Linked DNA regions of Sus scrofa: all the other regions are linked to region 1. Evidence: chromatin contacts called from public HiChIP or PLAC-seq data. All regions are on one chromosome and are shown on one strand. The core of a region is the stretch at or near the end of the contact, and the rest is flanking DNA. Distances in the headings are between cores, read along the strand shown.

What was found. HiChIP or PLAC-seq counts read pairs in DNA pulled down with a chosen protein or histone mark.
Region 2: an H3K27ac HiChIP or PLAC-seq map of alveolar macrophages shows a contact between it and region 1. The contact joins two enhancer-like sites. A contact is called at or near these places in 1 of 47 Hi-C or Micro-C datasets (skeletal muscle) and 2 of 2 datasets of contacts at active chromatin or transcription factors (alveolar macrophages and skeletal muscle).
Region 3: an H3K27ac HiChIP or PLAC-seq map of alveolar macrophages shows a contact between it and region 1, with 5 times the contacts expected there. The contact joins two enhancer-like sites. A contact is called at or near these places in 2 of 2 datasets of contacts at active chromatin or transcription factors (alveolar macrophages and skeletal muscle).

The regions. Positions count from the first base shown.
Region 1 is chr9:134,607,144-134,610,487 of Sscrofa11.1, forward strand. PLXNA2 (plexin-A2) reads left to right here. Exons shown (of 35, transcript XM_021063894.1): 2 at 3,287-3,344. Among named protein-coding and RNA genes, the nearest start is that of PLXNA2, 24 kb to the left of the region's middle. Within about 2 kb of position 1,613, at least 52 of the 83 cell types and tissues checked have an H3K27ac peak or open chromatin away from gene starts, as enhancers often do. A contact at or near this core is called in alveolar macrophages and skeletal muscle, where this site is marked.
Region 2 is chr9:134,982,498-134,985,841 of Sscrofa11.1, forward strand. It overlaps LOC110255544 (a long non-coding RNA gene), which reads left to right. Exons shown (of 2, transcript XR_002336086.1): 2 at 1-432. Among named protein-coding and RNA genes, the nearest start is that of MIR29B-2, 35 kb to the right of the region's middle. Within about 2 kb of position 1,699, at least 2 of the 83 cell types and tissues checked have an H3K27ac peak or open chromatin away from gene starts, as enhancers often do. A contact at or near this core is called in alveolar macrophages, where this site is marked.
Region 3 is chr9:134,932,046-134,935,389 of Sscrofa11.1, forward strand. CD34 (CD34 molecule) reads left to right here. Exons shown (of 8, transcript NM_214086.1): 5 at 2,682-2,832; 6 at 3,079-3,131. Among named protein-coding and RNA genes, the nearest start is that of CD34, 21 kb to the left of the region's middle. Within about 2 kb of position 1,871, at least 21 of the 83 cell types and tissues checked have an H3K27ac peak or open chromatin away from gene starts, as enhancers often do. A contact at or near this core is called in alveolar macrophages and skeletal muscle, where this site is marked.

The sequences.
Region 1 (3,344 bases), core at 363-2,862:
TTTGGAAGAGCCACCTGGTAACCTCAGCCTTGGCATGACAGAGGAAAGACAGAGGCTCTCAACGTGCTGTTGAGGTCGGTGGTCCTTGGGAAAGCTGCCGTTTGAGGTGGAGGGCAAACCTTGCCTGCACTCCCCTGCACAGCAGGAAACCAAGTCCCCTCCTGACCCTGCTGCACCACTGATGCTCCCAAACAGTGACCCTCGAGCCCCACGGAATGAACTCGCTTGGCTGGGCACTAGAAGCAGTCTGTCCCAGATTAGGTGCTGGTTGAGGGGTAAGAGGATAACAGTTCGACTAGTGATTTGTTGAGAACTGACTTAACTGGCCTTACCAGGCAGGATGGAAGGACCTCAGCAGTTCTTGCCATCATAGGTTCTAGAAGCTGAAGGAAGCAAGTCTTGAGGTATCATTTTGTCTGAATGAAGAAGTCTTAGAAACTGCTTCATCCTAACACCCTTTATTTTAAGATCAGGAAAGAGGCTCAAGTTGATGCTGGACCAGTCTAAAGACATACAACTCAGGGGTGACACAGGCAGGACTTGAATCTAGGGCTCTCTGGGTCCCCCACTCTTCCTCCTGCCCCATGAATCCATGTCTTCTAGCCACCAGGCCAACTTCCCCATTCATACTTCAACCCTCAGCATCCCTACAGGCTGCAGAGAGGCTGTGTTGGGACGTGTGCAGTAGTATGCTGGAAACGCTCACCCTGGCTCTCTTCCCTTTCCTCCAACGCATGCTTCCCCGCTTGAGCCCCTTCGTTGGGCAAGGGAGGGCTGGGAATCAGAGGTCTGCCCACTGCGTTCATTCCCATGGAAAGAAAGAACATGAGTAGAAAGAGAAGTCAGGAGCTCTGGCGGGATTCCTGCCGTGCAGTCTCCTGGGGAGGCTGCAGTGATAATAATAACAGCCAGCACAAGTCGAGCACTCACTGAGCGCCAGTTCCCAGGCTAAGACGTTTCGCTGCATTTGCTCATTTATTCTGATGACAACCCGAGAGATCGGTCCTGTAATTACCCCGTTCTACCGGAAAGGACCTCACCTTGGCCTTGGTCCCAAATTTCCTCCCCGATTCGATTCTACTGTGTCTCTGGAGGCCTGGGCAGGGAGGCGAAATGGTTAACCTCGCGCCCTGCCCTTTGGTGTTACCTCTGCTGCCGGAACCTTCTTCCACTCAAGGGCTAAGCCTCTCTGCGCACGTACGCTGGGGGGGAGGCAGGGGGGCACTGCCCACAAACTCAAAGCCTGCATGTCTCAGTGAGCACTGTCCCAAAGGCAAGACCCCTGGTGCAGCTTGATCCTCACGGCCCTTCCTTCGGGGACACACAGCTCTCTCCACCTGGAGGCAAGGGAGCTTTGCCACCCGGAGACAAGCCAGCAGGGCCTCCTGCGGGTCCCTAGCCGGCTGAGGAATTCGAGCTTGCTGCTCTGTCCTTTCCGCAGCTCCTCTTGAGGAATTCACGTCCTGCTACCGGCCCCAGGACGTAGCTAAAAATAACCTCTGATTTTCAAACCGAAAGCTCTGTCTGTGGGGAGGCTTTGCTGGGGAGTCTGTGGGGCCGGAAGGGCTGTGTCAGAGCCTCTGAGGTCAGCCTGGGCCTCGTGCGCCGTTGCCTTCCTCTTTCCAAGGAAGCCCGGGGCCTGATGAGTCAGCCCAGAGCGCCCTGCTGGAGCCCAGCTGGAGGAGAGCAGTGGGGAGCGGGGGAGACCGCTGGCCCCGTGGAGGCTGGCAGGTGTGGATGCACAGCCGAGGAGGTGTTCGAGGGGGTGTTTCTGAAGCTGCAGAGCAGAAACCATGTGGATTCCCCAGGTGGCATCGGTTCTAGTTCCAGCGTGGTGTCGTCACACTGGGGGCCAAGAGGCACAGGACACTCCCGAGGCGCCGTGGAGCAAATCCTTCGTCCTTGGCTTGGGCGCTTCCCCTCCTGCTGCCTCCCCACCCAGAGTTCTGTCTGGACTTGTCTGAGGAGGTTGCAGGACAATCTGTCCAGCTGGAGAAAAGATTTCTCTGCTAGACAGCTCGCTGCCTCCTGCTGCCGCTGCCACCACTGTCCCTCCCTCTCCGCAAGAGCCAGCAGCAACGCTGGCAGAGTGATGCCAGGCTCCACTGTCCACCCGCTGCCCAGGAGTCTAGAAGCTCTCTCAGGAGCCCTGCCTTGCCCCTCTGAGCAGCTTCCTTGGAACAGGGAGGAACAACTATAGAGCCTGGGGGTTGGGAGGGCAGGGGGGAAGCAAAGAAATTTGGGGGGGCTGACCAGGCAGGGCAGGCAGCCCAACATCCACCACATGGAGCCCTACGCAGTCACAGGTCCCTGCAGGGGCTTCAGTGAGGCTTAACTTCAACTTGCCTCTCTTTGCTTCTGCCCACATTTCCCAAACCCAGAACCTTTGCCCAGATGGCTGAAGCTGGCCTCAGCTAGCCAGTCCCCGTGAGCAAGGAGGCCGCTCCCCCCACGCTCCACCTGCAGAGATGACGTGGAAGCAGCTTCCCCAGGACCTGGCAGCCCGCTCGCAGGGAGGCGGTGGCTGGCGTCCTCCTGCCTCCAAGGGGGCTGGGTGCCTGCCCATCTCCTGGGGACCCTTCTGGCTGCTGAATAGCACCTGTGGGGGTCCCAGTCCTTCGGCCTTCGTGTAGCTCTCCACCCAAACAAGTTCCAACAGCTAACAATCAGGGAGTCTTCCTTCAAGAGAGGACGAGGCTGAGGGTCAGTGAGAGTTACTCAGGGTGACCAGCTGTCCCCTTTCCTGTGGGACAGAGCATGAAAGAGTAAAGAGTCCGCAGGGTGAGGGGTGGAAGTCGGAAATAAAAAGGAAGTTTTTGCAATGGCAGACTCGGAATAGCTGGCCAGGAGGGCCTGGGAGAGGGCCGTCCCAGCCAGCTTTTACAGGACAAGGGAGCTTCCCCCCGGACGGGGAGAGGACAGGCCAGGTGACTGGCTGGGGAAGGCGGGCTGCTGTCCCAACACTGAGATCAGCTGACAGGGGGAGCTCAGTCTTTCAGCCTCGCTGAGAGATGAAAACGATGTCTAAAGAGGGCAGAAATAGAGACGCTTTGTAAAGTTTAAAAAAAAAAAAAACCCAGCATTTTACAGCATAAAGGCTAGAGACCAAAATAGATAATAGGATTCCCTGAATGTTCCCAAGGGGGAGAAAATATGCTAAAAATAGAAAAACCGAAATGCAGAAAGGAGAGACAGAGCTGGCCAGGACGGGACCTGGGTCGAGCAATCCGATTCCCTCCTGGGGGATTTCTCTTCCATCTGACCCGCTCTGCCTTGTGTTTTCCAGAACCATGTGAGGGCCAAGCGGCGAAGGTGGAGTTCGCCGAGCTCGGAGGCTCTGTCTC
Region 2 (3,344 bases), core at 449-2,948, 380 kb after region 1:
TCATGGAGGTTTGTCCCTCACCGAGGATGATTTCGAGTGAGTTTTACTTGATCTTGGCTCTGCTTTAGTGCCCTCGTCTATAAGGTGGGACTGGTAATAATTGCACTTACCTCATGGAGTTATTGAAAGGATTAAATGAGCCTGTAAAGTGCTTAAAATAGTATCTGGCTCAGAGTAAGTGCTCTGTCTGTTCATGCTGGATGGCTGGATGCATTTGTGTAGTGGCGGTGGGCCTGTCTGCTTGGCCCTGTGACCACGAGCTCGCCGTGGGCAGGACACATCCCACGTGTCCCTATAGTCTCAGCACCTAGCCCGGTGCCTGGCACACGGTAGGCATGCCGCAAATACACGTTATGAGAACAGTGACCACTCTGGGAACTTTCACATGCCACAGGTGTGGCCAAAAAAAAAAAAAAAAAAAAAAAAAAAAAACCCACAAAAAACCAAACCTCTGGATTTGGGAGGGGCAGACTCAGCATCAGTGGCAGCGGACGGAGGGAGGGAACGAGGGTGGTGAGCAGGATCGGGGTGAGAGGTGTGAGGACTGTGTGAGTGGGTGGGGGGGCAGGACCAGAAGCCAGGGGGCCTGGAATGCTAGGCGAGAGCCCAGGCGAGGCGCTGGGGAGCATGGGGAGCAGAGAAGGGTCGGGCAGGTCCAGGATTTTAGGGGACATTCTGGTGGAAGAATCTAGGCTAGATTGGAGAAGAGAGAGAGCCTGGAGCTAGCAGGGCGACCAGCTAGGAAGTGCTGGGAACACAGGGCTGAGAGTCACAAGTCGTGTGGGAAGGCAGTGTGCTATTTGCCCCCCCACCCCCCACCCCCGGCCCAGTGCCACGAGGAACCAGGCCAGCCCTTGTGACCTTCCCCGTCGAGCCCTGCCTATTCCAGCCCCGGTGCTTGTCTGTCTGCGGCCCCCTCGCCCTGACACACCTTGTGTAGGTTGCCAGGCTCAACCCCGGCTCCAGTGCCCCACGCTCTCTAGCCTCTGGATGTCTGTGTTTATTATTTTAATCTTGAAGTGAGAAACAGGTTGGTGGAAGTAGGCCATGTGCTTGTCTTTGCTCTTGTCACCAAGGACAGGTGTATTCCCAAGCCCTGAAGCAGGACCTGGAGCCCAGGAGGGTGGTTCGGAGGCAGTGCTGAGGATTCGTCCAGGAGAAGGCAGAGTGCATGCGGGGCCTGGACCAGACTGGCCGTTTGGTCCTGTGGAGGGAACCCCCATCTGCCTGCCCCCTGGTCCCGGGCCGCGTCCATCGGGCAGATGCTGTGCAGCGCTCCGGTGGGGCCAGGTCGTAGCCCGGCCAGTGGGAGGCACGGTTCCTGGCCACTGAGAACCCTGGCTTGTCCTCAGCGCCCGCACCCTTGTATCTGGGCCACAGCTGCTCGTGACGTGCGTGGCTGGTCTGAGGAAGTTGTGCGTAGCCAACCTGCATGAATAAGCACCTGCTGCCTACACTGTTGTACCTGGTCTCCATGGTAACAGGCACAAGGACGTCAAGGGGACACACAGGCCTGCCTTGGGCGGTGAGGTGTAGTGACAGTCCCGCCATGTCCCCAGCGCCGCCTGTGTGTTGGCCGGTGCACTGATGGCTTTGCCTAGATTATTTCATCTCATCCTCGGGGTGACTTCATGTCACCGTGGTCATTAGCGCTGTTTTGTGGAGGAAGAGGCTGAGCAAGAGGAGGTTAAGTAGCTTGCCCTGGGTCACACAGCCAGTAAACCCAGTCTTGCTGAGTCACGCCCTGCTGTCAGGCCCGAGGCTGAGCCTCTCAGGCGGTGGCACCCAGAACTTGGGGCCTCACGCTGGGAAGACCCGGGGCCCATCTGTGCGCTGCTGCTCCCTCACTGTCTCGGCTGATGCCTCCGGCTTTTCTCCTTGGCTCATCTGTGTGTTGCCTAGCCTTTGAGGGGAGATGAAGGGGGGTACTGCGTCATAAAACGTCTTTGTGCACTGGAAGGCGTTCTCTACACACCTCACTCACGTGGGTCAATAGTAAAAACTTACTTAAAAAGGTACACGTGCACAGGCCTTTTAGGGCCGAATCCTTGGCACATAGAAGTTCCCAGGCCAGGGGCTGAATTGAAGCTGCAGCTGAGGCCTACACCACAACCACAGCAACGCCAGATCCAAGCCACATCTGCGACCTGCACCACGGCTCACGGCAACGCCGGATCTGTAATCCACGGAGCGAGGCCAGGGATGGAAGCCGTGTCCGCACAGACACTGTGTCGGGTTCTTAACCTGATGAGCCACAGTGGAAACGCCAACCCTTTTTTTTTTCTTTTCAGGACATGCAGTTAGTCCCAATTTTGTACCTGCGATTGTCAAGTGCGAAAACAGGGAGTAGCAGTTTATCGGGGAAGGACCGAGTTTGGGGGAAGCCTCCTGAGAGGAGGATGTCACTGGCTTGCCCGACACGGTGTTCGTGAGTCGGGGACAGGCCGTGTACCCCTGCACGGGCCCCGAGGTCCTACTCCGTAAAGTGGAGGTGATGGTAGGCCGGCCTCCGGCGTGCGCGAGCACCAGGCCCGGCGCGTGCTGAGGGCTCTGGCTGGTTCAGGCCTTCCTTCCTCACGAGGAGGGTGCTGGTGGGGCGGCTTAGAGACAAGGGGCTTCCCGGTTTGGGGGCTTCGCCTTGTTTGAAGGCTCCCAGCGAGGTGAGCAGTGTCCATGCCTGTTGGGGATGAGAGCTGAGGCCTCAGGGCAGCCTCAGGAGGGGCCAGTCCCTTGGGAAGGGCGCTGCGCCAGGGGGAGGGGCTACTCTTCCTACCCCTCATCTCCCGAAGCTGGGGTCCTTGGGGGTCAAGGGCGTGGGAGAGGAGGTCGAAGTCCTCCCGCGGGCCGGGGGAGAGGGCCCTGTCCTTGTGGTCAGCTGACAGGGCTCCAGCTTGGGCCTGAGCGGGTTCTCAATCCACGGGCGGAGGGAGTCATTCCACGGCGTCGCATGGCTCTGTCGTCTTGGCCGAGGAGCGACGTTTACTCAGAAGGAAGGGTTCCTGCCATTTTTTTAACTTGTTACTCGGTTCTGCGTGTGCGAGTGAAAGGAGACGGGGAGGTAAGACTTGGGGTGGGGGTGGCCGGCGGGGGCTCCTTCATCTCTTTTTTGCCCAAAGGTGACATGGTAGCTCCAGCCTAAGGGCCGGCGGGCGGTGCTCCGTCAGTGGCAGGGCGTTGGATGGTTTTGAAGATGAAGAGGTCAGCGTTAGCATGTTGGCTCTTTCAAAGCAGCCCCCCAAAAGTTGTGCTGTGTTTCCAGTTCTGGGCTCAGCTGTCTGTTCAGCCTGCAGACAGTGGCTGGAAATGCATGATCCGTGGTGGCGCGAAGGGCTGCGAGGCGCTGT
Region 3 (3,344 bases), core at 621-3,120, 330 kb after region 1:
GGCCTCCGAGGCATTGCTATTATTAACAGGAATAGGAATAGCTGCCATTTAGCCAGGGCCCCTTTGGTTCCAAGTCCCTTGTCGGGCATGCGTCTTAAGACAGCTCTTAGGTCACTGCCACACCTGAGTCTTCAGCAGAGGAGCCTGACACTCAGACTAGTTGCATGACTTGCAAAGAATCTAGTACGTAATGGAGCAAGGGTTGATGCCAGGCCTGATGGAAGCCGGGGCGGCTTCATGGAGGTGAGAGGAGTCTTGAAGGGTGGGGAGCCCAAGGGGGAAGGCAGGGTTCTTCATCCCCCTGGCAGCCAGGGTTGCGAAGGTCACAGGCTATCACGTGCCTGGGCTTCCTCGTGGTGGTAGCCAGTCCCAAGGCCCTTCCCACCAGCTGCTCCTGCACACCCTCTGCTCACTCTTCAAGGCATGTGAGGAGATGTTTCTGATCTCCCAAACCGGACGTGCACTCACCCTCCTCGGAATGTCTGTAGCGCTGAGGCGTAACTTTCTGATGGCATTTATCATGTAACCAGTTCTGTCACCCATTCGTCTCTTTGCGCCTCAGTTTCTTCATCTATCAAATGGGGAGAATAATAGTAGCCATCTCAGAGATCCTGCCATGGTGCCAGGGGATGAGCAGTGTCTCTGCAGCACCAGGATGCAGGTTCAATCCCCGGCTGGGCACAGTGAGTTCAAGGATCTGGCTTTGCCACAGCTGCAGTTAGATCACAACTGTGGCTTGGATCTGATCCCTGGCCTGGAAACTCCACACGCCTCAGGGCAGCCAAAGAAGAAAAAAATAGTACCCGTCTCTTAATAGGGTCATACAAGGCGTAAACAAGTTAACGTTATGCGTAAAACACTTAGAGAAGGGCCCGAGACATAGGAAGCAGCATTTAGCTTCGATGCCGAGCGTGCACACTGACAGCTCTGCCCACGCGGTGTTCATAGCTACGCCCCCCAACACACACTCATACCGCACATGCGACACCCCCCAGAGGGTTTCACACCACGTCTCCTATTCAGCTCCTGATGACTGTTGGAACAGCTGAATCTGGTTGAGGAAGAGCTTCCCAGGCCTCAGCAGGCTAAGCAGGAGCCACTCTGCTCGGCTTGTTTCAATGTCCAAGAGTCCGGTTCCTCTGCCCCTCTCAGGGACAAGACTCGCTTCAACCAGAGGCATCTGGTCAGGGCTTTGCTTCCTCTTCAGCCGGAAGGCTCAGGGCTGGGGAGGGCATGGTGCCTACCGGGAGGCAACAGAAAGCTCGCCCGAGGGCAGTGGACCCGAAGGAGAGGGAGCCTGCTGCTCCCATCCAGTGCGCCGCCCAGACTCCCCACAGCCAAGGCCGTCGTGGGTGCTTCTCTCCAAGGGCTTCCTTGGACACCTGTAGAACCTCACCTTTCCCGAGGCTGTGACTGCACCGCTCTGTAACCTTGGCCCCTGGGGACCTTCTGAGGCTACCTCTGGACTCTTGTCTCTGTGACCTGGAGGTTAGCTCGCCCGGCCCTCTTGGCCCCACCAAAGCCTCCGATTCCAGCTGGCAGAAGGCTGGGACATGAGGCCAGTCTTGACCTTGTCCCGCGCAGGCACAGAGGAGCCTGGGTCTTCCTGCCTGGGGCCATGGCACTAGAAAATACCCAGGCTACTTTCCAAGCTGGGGGGGGGGGTGCTGGTTTTGCCCCAGGGGGCAGCCCTGCTCCGCAAACAGGAAGCCTCCTCCTCCATGGAGGCTCGGTTCTGATGCCCCCTCACACCCCCCGCCCCCCAGCAGTTTCCCCCAACAGGAAAGCGGTCAGAGCTGTTCAGGCATTTCCTCCTCCGCCATCTGCCATCCTGGACAGGGGACGGTCTGGGTTTCGGTTCCTTTCCCGTGCAGGGGAGGCCGCACCCATTGGAGGCTGCCAGAATAAACCCTGGGAGGTCTGAGTGCAGGGTGCTCCAGGGGCACCCGGCCAGGGCTCCCAACTCACGCTTTCTCTGTGGGAGGGTTACCGGTGTGCCTCCGGAGCCTGAGTGCCTGCGTCCTTAGGGACCGGTCAGCAACCTGGAGCTCAACCACGGCCCTCATGTTAACCCGGGCTTCGTGATTCTAATGAGACAGAAGGTGGGAGATTAGACGAGAACCCCGCTTGGCCTGGAGACGTGCTCTGTGTGAGGCCCTGGGAGAGGCAGGAGGAAGGGACCCGGGGCCCTGGAGTCTGTGTCATAGCTTTTGCCCTCCACCCTCCCTCCCTTGGCTTTCCGTCCAGTGTTGGAGATATTGCGCACTTGAAACAAAGGATCTTCTTTCTCTTCGTTAGTGTGGCACTGTCAATATCTTCTTTCGAATTTAATTTCGAAGGGCATAGGTGCACATGGGAAGTCCTTAGATCAGATGGTGTTTCCCGTCTTTGTTCTCTGGTATCTGCCACCTCGTGACACTTAGCAGTGACACGTCTTAGTCTTAGGTGTTTTGGTCCTGGAAGATTTTGGAGTTTTTCTCATTATTGTGTTTTTGCACACATACAGTTTCCAGGATTTTTTTTTTCCCCAGTAGGAATTTTAGGAAAAAACAAAAAAAGATTCTTCTTGTTTTGAGGGTCATAGTGTGACATTAGTCAGAACTATTGCCTGAGACCCAGACACGGTTCGGGGTCAACTCGTAATGTTACCTCCAGCTTGTCTTTTTTCTCTGCCTTCCCAGGAGAAGTTTAAGAAGGACAATGGAGAGAAGTTGATGCAAATCCTGTGTGGGCAGGAGCAGGCTGAGGCCGGGCCAGGGGTGTGCTCCTTGCTCCTTGCCCAATCTGAGGTGAAACCTCACTGCCTGCTGCTGGTCTTGGCCAACGGAACAGGTATGGGGCACCTCTGTTTGGGGATCTAGGGAGGGAGAGGGGCTGAGGTTAGAGGAGGCTGGGTAGAAATCGGGCGTCTTAGCCCCAGGAGCACAGGCACTGGGAAGCAGGACTGTACTGGCTTTGGGAGAGACCATCCTGTGAGCTCTACTCGCCACCAGAGCATCTTCTAGAACAGCGTAGGGGAGTCGAGCGGGATGAGCTATTCCATCCTCTAGATTCAGCAACTCCTGTTTCTAATTCTAGAACTTAGCAGCAAGTTCCTGCTTCTGGAAAAGCACCAGTCTGAACTGAGAGAGGTAAGTTCTCTGAGATGAGGGGCCTCAGTGGAAACTGAACTCCCCTGGGTTAGGGGAGTTCACTGGAGGAGCGGAGAGAGTAATTCTCTTCTCCAGACCTGCCCTTCCTCCCTCTTCACCCTTCTCCAACAGCCCTGGCCCTTCTATGTTTGAAACACAATTTTACAGTGCAGCTTAATTAAGAGATGTCAGTCTTAAGTCCTGTTTGAAAAT